Regions from separate parts of the Oryctolagus cuniculus genome. Here region 1 is linked to region 2. Evidence: chromatin contacts called from public Hi-C data. All regions are on one chromosome and are shown on one strand. The core of a region is the stretch at or near the end of the contact, and the rest is flanking DNA. Distances in the headings are between cores, read along the strand shown.

The links. A called contact is a pair of places that touch in the nucleus more often than the background predicts.
Region 1: a contact with region 2 is called in a Hi-C map of an unstated tissue, with 2.0 times the contacts expected there. The contact joins two enhancer-like sites. A contact is called at or near these places in 2 of 6 Hi-C or Micro-C datasets (psoas muscle and an unstated tissue).

Annotation. Positions count from the first base shown.
Region 1 is chr16:7,699,940-7,706,630 of mOryCun1.1, reverse strand. LOC138845847 (a long non-coding RNA gene) reads left to right here. Exons shown (of 2, transcript XR_011383048.1): 1 at 1-2,060; 2 at 3,452-6,691. Among named protein-coding and RNA genes, the nearest start is that of CRPPA, 360 kb to the left of the region's middle. Within about 2 kb of position 4,155, at least 3 of the 8 cell types and tissues checked have an H3K27ac peak or open chromatin away from gene starts, as enhancers often do.
Region 2 is chr16:7,452,334-7,459,079 of mOryCun1.1, reverse strand. No RefSeq gene overlaps it. Among named protein-coding and RNA genes, the nearest start is that of MEOX2, 160 kb to the right of the region's middle. Within about 2 kb of position 2,344, at least 1 of the 8 cell types and tissues checked has an H3K27ac peak or open chromatin away from gene starts, as enhancers often do.

The sequences.
Region 1 (6,691 bases), core at 2,906-5,405, 250 kb before region 2:
AGAACAGCTGGAGCTGCACAGATTCGAAGCCAGGAGCCAGGAGCTTCTTCCAGGTCTCCCATGTGGGTGCAGGGGCCCAAGGAGTTAGGCCATCCTTCTACTGCTTTCCCAGGCCACAGCAGAAAGCTGGATCAGAAGTGGAGCAGCTGGGACTCGAATTGGCGCCCATATGGGATGCTGGCACTGCAGGTGTTGGATTTACTGGCTATATCACAGCATTGGCCCCATGAGATGTTTTAGAAGAACTACAACGTTGTTGAAGTAACTAGAATTTCCCCTTTTGATAGTCTTGGAATATAGGAAAGACAGGTTTAAAGTGACAATGCCAGATCCTATTTCAAAAACCAAAAAAAAAAACAAAAAACAAAAAAAAAAAAACCCAAAGACTCTTCTAGTACAGTGGTGTCATGGGCACTCCCAAATATCGGCTCCAGACAACAGAGATGGAATTGCACCTCAGGCATACTATCTACTATGGACTTTGGACAAATCACAAAATTCTGATAGAATTCAGTTTCCTCATCTGTGAATTATAGAGTTAATATTAATATCTCTCTTACTGGGTCCTGGTGTAGATTAAATGAGTTGCTGTTAGTAAGACTTTTCAGGAGGTACTATCTACTATTACCCCATTACACAATGTCTTGCTTTTATAAGTAACGATCACAGAATTTCCTCAAAATTATTGTAATGAAATCTTAGAAATATAAATACAAAGTCATATCTGATAGGAAAAATGAGACTTCAATTTTCAGGAAACTTAGAAAAAAATTCACATTGATTCAAAATTTAAATTTTGGTATATGGATAACTTCACTTTGAGCTTAGAGAAAACAACAAAATGAAGGTTGAGAAGGAAATAAAGTCTTAGGAATTCTTGCACCATCATTATCATCAGATGATTGGAACAGAAAAAGTACAAGCAAGATTAACACCTTGTCTAAGGTGATTTCCCCAATTTTTTCTATATAACGTATTTTGATTTTAGACTGAATGAGTTGAAATTATGTTCTTTTTCTCAAGGAAGATGAAAGAAGGAATCAGGACTGCACTTTTGATATAAATGAAAAATTTTTTTTAAAGATTTATTTTATTTGAAAAGCAGAGCTACAGGGAGGCAGAGACAGAGAGACAAGGTCTTCCATCCACTGGTTCACTCCCCAAATGGCTGCAAGGGCCAGAGCTGGGCCCATCTGAAGCCAGGAGCCAGGAGCTTCTTCTGGGTCTCCCACGTGGGTGCTGGGGTCCAAGTACTTGGGCCATTTTCTCCTGCTTTCTCAGGCACATTAGCAGGGAGCTGGATCAGAAATGGGGCAACTGGGACTGGAACCCGCGCCCATAGGGGATGCCAAAACTGCAGGTGGCAGCTTTACCTGCTGGGCCACAGTGCCGGCCCCTATAAATGAAAACTTTAAAACTAGTAAAAGTGATGAGGATTTTCTTGTAATTAAGGACCATACTCCAAAAACACAGCAATACTTAGCTTACTCTTTCCTATCTTTTGATGTACATATATATGTATTTGTATCTTATAACAAATTTCCCGATGTTATCTGAATCCCTCCCCATCAGAGAAGATCGAGGTGTGTGTTTGTGTGGCCCCTAAGGATGTCACAGGTCTGCTGCAGGTCACCAGCTACTTGTGGTTGGATCAGGTTCACTGAGGGGACCTGCCAGAACACAGGCAGGACAGCCGGCGTCTCCGGTTTCTCTGTCCCTGGGCTCCGGGCTCTGGTGCAGGTTTGATTATGAAGACTGCCTTTCTGCTTTGCAGAGGTCCATTGAGTCTCACGGAGCTCATTTGCTTGCAAAGGAACTCTGGCTACTGCTCAGGTGCAATGCCTTGTCTCCAGCAGGGTTCACTTTACCGGAGGTGAGATCCAAGAATGGCTTTTTAATGGGAGACGGAGGATTTCTGCAAGACGGCTGGCTCGCTGGCGTTTCTTGCTTCCATGGAGTTTCTCTCCTTCAGACGTGACGCAGGGCCACCAGATAGGACTCCTGCCTCCGGCTGCATGCTTCTCATCCGCCTGGCTGCCTCTCCCAGTCTGACTCCACAGGTTCGTTTACAGCCGTCCAGTGGAGTCGGCCAGCCCTAGGTGTTGTGCGCCACCCCTCCAGGGATCATTCCCATATGGTCTTTGAGGGGAGGACACAGTTCATTTCCATGCAATTCAAATGAGCAGATTTCTTTTCTTTATTACACCACTGCTCTTGGAGGCAGGCCACCAGAGGCAGTGCCTGACTCTCCAAGGAATGCTCTACCCACTCCGTCCGTTTTTGCAGGACATTTGGCTCGGACTCCGGTCGGTTGATCACACATGTGCAACAGATGTGTGAGCATGCGTAGCGAAAATAAAAAATACAAAATCCCAGCAGTGCACTGTGGGAAATGTAGCAGAACTACTGAAAAGCAGGGACACAAAAGAAGTCTGGTACTCAGGCTCGGATTTGTGTTGTTGGAAGGGCAGTGTTTCTTATTAATCGCTCCCTCCTTTCCTAGGAGGAAGAGGTGTAGGTTTCCATGGTTATTTTGCCGTGATTTTTTTTTTTTTTTTGCGCATAACAGGGGTGAGAAAGCTTTGCTTCAACGACCTCATCTTATAAAGATAGAATTTTAAATATTTTGACGAGACTTTCTTATGCACTGGCACACTTCCACTGGAAAAGCCACCCATTTGCAAGAGAAGAGATAAAAAGCATACATGCTTTCATCCATGCCCCCTGGGCTTACATAGAGAGAGAGAGCAAGAGAGAGAGCCACAGCTAGAGAGAAAGAGAGAGAGAGAGCGCCAGCTGTTTTTCTCATGGTGAATAAAGGTTACTTGGGGAAATCTCTCTTCCTGTTTTTATATGGACAACTAAATTGTTACATAGCCAGTTAATTTTGGTTGGGTCAACAGTACAAGGTTAACTATTGGAACCTTCCTCTCTGCCTGTGTGAGAGAAGATGGTGAGCAGGGGTAGAAAGAAGAAAATGAAATACGGTGGCACAGGCTGGAAGTGCTGTTTATTTGAGAAATATTTATTTTTGTTTTTATTGCCTTTGAGAAGATTTTATACTCCCTCCTCTTCGTCTTCTAGGAAATGGCAGAGGATTTTGAAAAACCGAGGGGTGGGAACTTAGATTCGGAAAAGGATTTTTATGTACTTATTTATGCAAAGAAAGCAAATATCATGAAGTGCATATATTCAGTTTTGAGAACAAAATGATACTTTCCATCCTCCCCAACCTACTCTCCCTCCCTCCTTCCTTTTCCACTCTCCTGCCTCCTTCCCAGAAAGCATTTTCTAATACAGTAGCATACTTAGAAAAAAATATATCACTTTTATTTTCTAAGGGGACCGTGTTGTCAAAGCTAGAGCTTAATTTTTTTTGGCCTGGAAGAGATTTACCCTCTTTTCAAGCTGTGTCATGGTGCTATATTCTCTGTCTAATCTTGAATGTAAGGAATGCATCAAAGGACAAGTGGACCAAATTCCTTCAATGGACTCTCAGATATGTTCTCCAGCCACACATTAGAGAACCCAGGACAGAGCGAGTTGGTTGTGGTGGATCGGTTCCACTGCTGTCCCTGGAACTTGGGAGAAAGGTAAGGAGAAACCCGCCCTGCATTGTTATAAGGATGGTTGTTCATTCATATCCTTCTGCTCTTAATAAACGTCCCCAAGAAAAACATTCTGCAGCAGCCACTCATAAAGAAGCAGAAAATGGCAAAACCACAGCAGAGAAGGAAACCTATGTGAAAACAGTGGTTGTGTCTTCCTGGATACAGAAAACAAATAGAGCTCTTGAAGAAGCTTGCCAATATATGCCTGCCAAATAAAATATTGTTTTATGAAGTCAGGAAAAAACTAATTTTAAAGGTTATTGTAGGTTATTTGTGGTCACTTCTGGTGTGCATACAGCATGATGTCATCCTGAAGGCTTCTCTATTTATATTTCAGTCTTAGAGGACTTTTGTCTAAGACTGGATCTCAGCTACTAGGGACATCTAAAATACTCTTGTTCAGAACTCATAAAAATCTAGACTGAAAAAAAAAAAAAAAACTAGGGGAGATGGAAAAAGTCCCCCAGCCAAGGCCAGAGGAGAAATCATCGGGGGCAGATCCATCTTCTGAAATCATCCCTTCCCTGCGGACATCTGCTCAGGACACAGTATGCTGGGGAGTTCAGCACAGCACTGGCTAGCAGCCATGGATCCTAGTGGCCCTCTGAGTGGGGTGGACCGGCTCCGACCAGAGACTTCATCTGGGGAGAGGAGCAGGGAACTCCTTGGGCCCTGGGCTTTCTCTCCTCCAGCCCCGGCCCCTGCTCTTCTTGCCTTTTGTCTACGTGATCTCTTGGGGGCACTTTCCCTTCATCCTTGCAGCAGGGCCAATTTTTTTTTATTTGTGAGATTTTTCTTTTTTCTTTCTTTTTTTTTTTTTGTCTTGGAAAACCCCTCTTTGTGGAGCTAGGAAATGTCAAACAAGAATTGACAAAGAAGGTCAGTGAGATGTTAATACTTGGACATGGGGGTTGCTAAAAAATCTGTTGGGGGAGGGGGAACCCCAGCAATTGGATATTAGAAAGAACACAGAGCTTTCAGCCTTATGCTGAAAAAATGACACATTGAACTTTATATCCAGATAATAAGCTGACATCAGTTACATCATCTTTAAATTCATTCATTTATTAAAAATGTTTTTTTCGAGCATCTTGGAGTGTCGTGCATATTGGTGTTCAAGAATAATAAGAGGCAGTTAATCTAGAAACCAGGAGAAGGTGGTGAGTGTGACAGAGAAGGGAGAAACAGATAAGGCTGTGGAGTGCTGGGAGGGCAGAGTTGTAACTTTAAATCGAGTGCCCCGATGACATCTCACTAAGAAAGCGACGTCTGAGCACGCAGTTGTGGAAGAGGCAAACCATCTTTCTATCTCCAGTTGAGGACAAGGAAATAAAAAGATCTTGAAGCAGGATCACACGTGGTATGTTGAAGGCACAGCACACAGGCCAGTGTGAGTGGTGCATAAGCTGTGGACAGATCAGCACCACACACACCATTGCGCAAGTGTGTTTCTGCCTCCACGCCCGCAGGTGCTTCGGGATGCTTGCGAGATTAGACCAAATACTTCATCAGCCACGTGCTGCCCCTGAACATGAGAGCGTGCTGCTCCCAGGGCAGGTTCAGGTAGAATTTTGAAAACCTGCTCTTTGCTTGAGAATGGGACGTTTGAGCAAATCCAGTGAGCTGGGAGATGATGTGAAGTCACCGCCCCTAAGTCAGCAGCTGTCAGAGGAGGCGATACAGCAATGTGTTTGTGGACATCTGATCTGCAGGGATGGCAAGCACTCCTAACCTATAAACAGATTTTATCTGGAGGTTGGCAGTGCTCCCTAACTGAGCCTTCCTTTGTGCAAGGCCGAGACTGGGGAATTATTTCCTCATCTCTCTTTACATGGTGTGAAAATAATACAAAGCCCAAGATTCATTCAGTTCTGATAAAACAGAGCTATAGATAATATAAAGACAAGATAAAAAATTGTGCAATGAGTCTGGAAATAAGAAAATCAAAACTGAGATTTTTTGAAAGATTAATTTTTATGTATTTGGAAGAGTTACAGAGAAAGAGAGAGAAAGAGAGAGAAAGAGAGAGAAAGAGAGAGAGAGAGAGAGAGAGAGAGAGTCTTCCATCTGCTGGTTCACTTCCCAAATGGCTGCAATGGCCAGAGCTGGTCCAATCTGAAGCCAGGAGACAGAAGCTTCTTCTGGGTCTCCCACATGGTTGCAGGGGCCCAAGGATTTGGGCCAACCTCCACTGCTTTCCCAGGTGCATTAGCAGGGAGCTGGATTGAAAGTGGAGAAAGTGGAGCAGCTGGGATTATAACTGGCACCCACATGGGATGGCAGCACTGCAGGCAATGGCTTTAATTCACTTCACCACAGTGCCAGCCCCAAAACTGGGCTATTAATAAAAACTTTAGTACAATTCTGTACTACACGGAATACTTGTTCACAAGGGATAATTTTAGCAAGATGTGATTTGGGGTTTCCTTGTTCCTGGGGTGTCGTGTGCCAGCGGGAATTTCTTGGAAAGAAAGATGAAAGACTGAATTAGAACTAGGGATAGGAACACGATCGGAACACTCCCTTTTTCTTATTTTAATTGCAGGAGGAAGAGAATAGATTTTAGTCTCTGGACAAGATTGTCCTCTGTCTTTCACAGCATCCAGAGAGCTGGGATCTTTTAACAGCACCAGTAGCAAAACCATCCAAGGAATGGAGCATGTGTCAGCCACCTTGCTAGGGGATGGGTTTGCAACTTAGCATTCCTTCAAAAGAAAATGTTTTGTCCCCCAGGACAGTTTTAAATCTGAAAACAAAGGCAAGCCGAATAAATTTCATGCAGGGCTAACCAGGGATAGGGTGAGGTGGACTCACTGAGGGACTCTGATCTCTGCTGGCTGTGAGAGCAAGAGCATTGCAGTCACCTCTTGTGGGTGTGTTCACATTAAGTGCAGTCTACAACAACTCTGAAGGATGCCTCACTTCAGCTGTGCTCTGACCAACCCATGGGCTCTCAGGTACCTCTTTCTGTCGCCTTTCCATGACTGATGTGGGCAACTCAGCCCACCTACCGTGATGATTGTAAAATATTCCATAAGCCTTTAAGATTACTTTTTGCCACTCAGTTCTTGGGCTTATTT
Region 2 (6,746 bases), core at 1,095-3,594:
ATTTTTCTAACCAAAAGGCAGATTCCACTGATTTCCAAAGGGGATGGAGGGAGCTGGCAAGGAACAAGGGCAGGTACTGCCTCTGTTACTGGAGAGAGATGCAAAGGCCGAGGAGAGAGAAAGCAGGGTAGCTGCTCTCACTCCCCTTACATTGGCGAAATACGGGAAGAGAGGGATGGAAGTACCCGGATGTCAATTTGCTGACCCTCTGGCCACAGAGCGGTCGCTGGAACTCTCTGTCCAGTAATTATCTGTTAGGAAAAAGATTCACATTCCTCACTAGGGCCCCAGGCCTGTTTTCACATAAATAGGCAGTAAAATACATCCTTTTTTTTTTTTTTTTTTTTTTTTTCTCAGTTGCTCACTGCTTTAACTTAGTTCTAAGTGTCCACAAGACATAACTAGTGGCTGAGGATGGCCTCAGTGTGAGGAAACTGGACAGGATTTGCAGTGGGTGGCACCTTCCTGGAGGATTTAAGAGTAAAGGTGGCCGGCGCCATGGCTCACTAGGCTAATCCTCCCCCTTGCAGCGCCGGCACACCGGGTTCTAGTCCTGGTCAGGGCGCCGGATTCTGTCCCGGTTGCCCCTCTTCCAGGCCAGCTCTCTGCTGTGGTCAGGGAGTGCAGTGGAGGATGGTCCAAGTGCTTGGGCCCTGCACCCCATGTTTGTTTGTTGTTGTTGTTGTTTTTGACAGGCAGAGTGGACAGTGAGAGAGAGAGACAGAGAGAAAGGTATTCCTTTGCTGTTGGCTCACCCTCCAATGGCTGCCATGGCTGGCGCGCTGTGGCCGGCGCATGGCGCTGATTCGAAGGCAGGAGCCGGGTGCTTCTCCTGGTCTCCCATGGGGTGCAGGCCCAAGCACCTGGGCCATCCTCCACTGCACTCCAGGGCCACAGCAGAGAGCTGCCTGGAAGAGGGGCAACCGGGACTAGAACCCGGTGTGCCGGCACCGCAGGTGGAGGATTAGCCTATTGAGCTGCTGTGCCGGCCTCTCTGTGTAACTCTGACTTTCAAATAAAATAAATAGATGCTTTAAAAAAAAGAATTAATCCTACTTTCTGATGGTTTTTAACTCTGGGAGTTTTGGGTCTTTTCTGCTTAGGATTTGTCAAAAGTCTCTGAGTGTTTGCTATTTTTTAGCGTTGGTCAGTTTATGACTTTTGGTGGGGTGAGGGGAGAGAGAGAGAGAGAGAGAGATCCCATCTGCTGATTCAGTCCCCAAGTACCTGCAATGACTTCGTCATGGAGGCCAGACTGGCATTCGGGCTGGATCCTGGGAGAGGAGCCAGGGCTGTAACTTACTAGACCAGTGCTGGGCCCTCTCAAAGGCAGCCTGGGTGCTTTCTGTCTTTTAGAAGGTATTTCTGAGTCTAAATATTCACTCCTAGTATCCATACTTGTCTTTCTTCAAAAACTGGTCCGGTGATAACACAGATATTTTTCTACAGAAATGTGAAAGAGCGTATTTTTTGAAATGGACTTTTTAGCTGAAAGGGATGTCAGTATTGCTCTGGCCCGATGTTCCGAAGGGAGTGCTAGGTAGCAAGAAGAGCGAGCCTTCCGATGATCTCTGGTTCTCTATTCCAGAACCTGAAAGGATGATTGCAGAGAGAAGGAAATCTCGGGCCCACTGCAGTTCAGCGACAGATGTGCATCCCAGGCCCCAGTGCAGCCTGCATTCCTGCTACAAACTGTCCTCTGTGACTGATCAAGGAAGCCCATTACATGCTTAGGATTGTAGCTACACATCAGTGAATCTGTTAAAAAAATTATTACAAATTAAAATTTAAAAAATGATAGGAAAAAAAAACCAGTTTGGTTTTTCTCACTGCCTGTGGCTAGAGGAGCTGTCCCCATGCCATGCCCAAGTGGTGCCTTGAAACAGGTCCCCCGGGCTCTGTTTGGTGGGGACTGCCTGGGTGTGACTGTTGCCTGTGGAAGCAAAGGGCAGCTCTTTCCTGCTAGGATCCCATTGATGGGCTACACTCCAGGTGCCCCAGGTTCATGCCCTGCCTTGCCTATGCGGAGGCTCAAGCAGAGCTGGTTAAATGTTGACAGACCACACTGGCTGAATAAACGAACGTTTAAGCACGACTGTTCGTGTAGAGATCATGTTAAGCTTTTTTCTTTTTCCTGTCCCAGGGCCACCAGCTGCTTGGCCGGCCGTGAAGGTGGGATCCTCTTGGGCTAAATCAACAATGTCTCACTAATTGCACGTGTGACCTTGCACCGGGGACTTCCCTCTCCCGCCCCCGGCTTCCGCATCTATAAAGCGAGGGCATTCCAGCCGCTCATCTCCAAGGGCCTTCCTGTTATTGCACAGGGCAATGCCCGGGCGATGACGTCACACGCGGCCCCGTGCTATTCACAGCCTCTGGAGCAGCGGGCTTGCAAGCAGAGAGGAACAGCAAAATCAGGGGCTTTCTCCTATTCCCAGCACGGAAGCTTTTTCTGTGTGTGGTTTTCCAAAAAGCAAGAAGGTATCACATAGAATCAGAGCAGCAGCAAAGGCTTTATTTTTTTTTTAATACTGCAAAATATTTTATCTAGATCGATTCACTAGATAACAGTTGGTTTCATTCAAAGGAAAGACGATGCTTTTCCTATTCCTAAACCATGAATGACTGCAGCTCCGTTTACAAGTTGCACATCTGTTAAGCTCAGAGGAAAGGAAAGCTAATGAGCTAACAGAAAAACAGACGTCAGGACAACATTTGGTTGGCAGATCTGTCATTCTGTTGCCAGCACGAGGCTGCTGGGACTTTTGCAGTAATTGCTGTGACTGGGCAGAGGGCAGGGGCTCCGTGTGCTGCCCAAGCGCGTGTTGGAACCTGCTGTTTATTTCCCGAGGGAAGCGGAGATCAGATAGCAATGTTCTGAGAAGTGGATGTGCAATGCATTCGCACTTAAAAGGGAGACAGCACAGGCCAAGGACTTGGCTGTGCCCAAACTGGTTTTCCAGCAGAGTTCCGGTTGAAAAGCCTTCCGGGTCTTTCCTGGCCTGGAGGGATGGAGGGGTTTACAGAGCCGGCTTGGATTTAACCTCCCCATCTGTCTTCCTGCCCCTCTAGTCCTACTTGGTCAGAGGTGCTCAGTTTCTGCATCTGTGGAGTGGGCTTACTATGGACCGGCTGAGAGGGTCGGGTGAGATACCATGTGAGTAGCTGCAGAAATGAGAAATGCTGCAGAGAACTCACTGTGAAATCCATGCCTGCGGGACCTGGCGCTGTGGCATAGCAGGTTAAGCTGCTGCCTCTGACACCAGCATCCCTTATCGGCTCTGGTTTGTGTCCCAGCTGCTCCACTTCCTATCCAGCTCCCTGCTAATGGCCTGGGAAAAGCAGAGGAAGATGGTCCAAGTGCTTAGGCCCCTTTCACCCACGTGGGAGACCTGGAAGAAGCTCCTGGCCCAGCCAGGGCTATTGTGGCCATTTGGGGAGTGAACCAGCAGGTGGAAGAGCTCTCTCGCATTCTCTCACCTCTCTCTCTAATTAACTTTCAAATACAAAAACACATCTATATAAAATGCGCAGCTGCAAAAGTTACCATACTCTATAATATTACTATTTTTACTTCCCACAAATTTCATAGGCCCATAGGCATTCACCAAGAAAATACGAAAATCATTTTGTAGTGATAGCCCACAATGTGTCTCACCCAAGTTCTACCAGGAGTATGGTTATAAACTCCCCATCAGTTCTAACCAGGACACCTGCCACCACCCTCACCTCTGTGCAACAAAGTTATAATCAAACACCCCCCTGAGAGGTATGTTCAGATATTTTAGTACATAGGGCACAAATTGTGCATGAAATTAGCTTCATGAATTGTGAAATATATATACACAAACTAGTTTTGCAATTATCTTTTCTTAAAGATTTATTTACTTTATTTGGAAAGTAGAATTACACACATACACAGAAAGGCGGGTGGAGGGGAGAGAGAATCTTCCATTTACTGGTTCACTCCTCAAACATTTGCCAACTGCAATAGCCAAGTCTGGGCCAGACTGAAGCCAGGAGCCAAGAGCTTCTTCCAGGTCTTCTGTGTGGGTGGAGGGTCCCAAGCACATGGGCCATCTTACACTGCTTTCCCAGGTGCATTTGCAGGGAACTGGATGGGAAGTGGAGCAGCAGGGCCTTGAACCAGTGCCCATACAGGATGCTGACATCACAGATGGTGGCTTTTTACCCATTATGCCTCAACACTGGCCCCAGGTTTTGAAATAACATTGGAAACATAAGTCAAGTACAAATCAAAACACAGATAAAAATCCTTGCCATATTTTAGAGAAATCTGCACTGCCACAACAGATTATAAACTATCAATTTGAATTCCTCTACTTTTATTTTTTTCAAACTTTTATGTGTTTATAGGAGAGGCAGTGAGACATAGAGATAGAAAGATGAGAGAGTTAGAGCAAGAGCTCCCATCACTGTTGACTCCTTGAATGAGCTGGGAGGTGGGGACTCCATCCAGGTTTCCCATGGGGGTGGCAAGAGCCCAATCACCTGAGCTGTCCCCTGCTGCCTCCCAGGTTGTGCATCAGCAGGAAGCAAGTATCAGGAGGTGTAGGCGGGAATCAAGCCCAGGCACTAAGATATGGAATGGGGACATCTTAATTGGCATCCTCACTGTTAGGGCTGAACACCCACCACCAACCCCTCTACTTGTGACTTTGGAAAAACTTCTAACATATGCAGGGTGGAAAGAAGGTGTCATTTCCTCCCAGCCACCTCCACATGACAACTTTTTGATGTCCCACCTGCCTAGGATGAAACCACTTGAGAGACAGGAAGATAGCAAGAAGGGAAATCACCGTATCCCAGATGTCTCCCTCTCAGATTCGCATGCCCTGATAATACAGAATTTAGCTCTTTGCAAAGATCTTTCCAGAGCTGGGACTCCCAAAATGGAATTTAGGAATCTCTCTCTCTTGCAAACTTTTAGTAACTGCCTTCATCGAAGGCTGAGAAAAACTTCTTCTCTGCACCGTTCAATGTAGATCCAGTTCCATTTTCTCTACTGGTGACTCGTAGCTACCTTAACCCCAGAAGTCGGTGTTGTGAACCTTGCACGGAGTAAACTCTGCTAGATGTATTCCCAGCTTCCTCTACTTCACGCTGCTTGATATCAAAAGTGTCTTCTGCCGAGTTAGCCTGCTGAACTCTGCTAAGACAGATGTCTTCCAAGATAGCATGAGGATTACCTGATTATGTCTCAGTTTCTAGGCCTTCTGATTTACATACAAAAAAATTACTGCTCTGACTCTTTCACCTCCATTTTGCCTTTGAAAGTCAAATGCCCATGAGCGCCTCTAGAGGGGTTCTGGCATTGACCTAGGCTCCCCAGAAAAGTAAGACTTCATGGGGGCCAGCGCTGTGGCATAGAGGTAAAGCTGCTGCCTGCAGTGCCGGCATCCCATGTGGGTGCTGGTTTGAGTCCCGACTACTCCACTTCTGATCTGTTGTGGCCTGGGAAGGCAGTAGAGGATGGCCCATGTCCTTGAGCCCCTTCACCCATGTGGGAGACCTGGAAGAAGCTCTTGGCTCCTGGCTTTGGATCAGCACAGCTCTGGCCATAGTGGCCAATTAGGGAGTGAACCAGCGGATAGAAGACCTCTCTCTCTGCCTCTCCTTCTCTCTCTGTGTAACTCTGCCTTTCAAATAAATAAATAAATCTCAAAAAAATCAAAAAGACTTCATGGCCCTCTTTTGACTAACTCCTTTATGAGCATATAACAATGTGCCCCATGGCTTACAACATATTGGCTGACTTGAATCAATACTTAGAGTCTTTTCTAAGTATTTCTTCCTCTTTCAGGGGCTTTTTAAGTAAATCCGGAAATCCCTCTGAGTTTTTATAATTAATCATACAAGATAAAACTAGGAGGAAGAGAAATGATAGTACCAAGCGCTACAATCTTTACCCCATTAATCAGGTTAAATGCAAAAAGTATGGATAGGTTTTGCAGTATAAGAGGGTTAAGCCACTGCTTGGGTTGCCCACATCCTGTACAGGTTGGAGTTCTACTTCTGCTTCTGGCCCAGCTTCCTGCTAATGTGCATCCTGGGAGGCAGCAGAGGATGGCTCAAGTACTTGAGTTCCTGCCTCCCATGTGGGAGACCTGGATGGAGTTCTTGGCTCTGGGCTCAGGCCAGGCTGTGGTGGTCATTTGAGGAATGAACCAGTGAATGGAATGGAAAATCACTCTCATTCTTGCTCTCTGCTCTGTCACTCTTTCGAATAAAAAATAGATTTTAAAAATTGGGCTACTTGGGAATAAAACTAGCAGATTTCCCTACTTGCAAGATTCACATAAATTATTTTTCCCTGAATGTGTGAATTTAATCACTACCATTTATAAATCCTGATAGAAAGATGCAGCATTTAAAATTTTGCCAATGATGTGTAGAGGTAGTGGAACCACTCTACTTTAATGTAGAATATTTGAATTATACACATTTTTAAAAGATAAATAATGTATTTTAATATATAATAATTACTTCAACTTAAGAGCTGTTACGAAATAAAATTCATATGTATTTGATATAAACATGTATATATATATGTATATATACAGTATACAAATTGTATATCTTTATTGGTCTTATTTGTTGTATTCTTTCTATTCAATCAGCGCTAGAGGATGTGATCAGGAGTATTTGCTGATACATAAAATATGTATTTTCATTGGATGATGACTAAATAAACTAACATAAGACTCATGGATATATCTTTATTC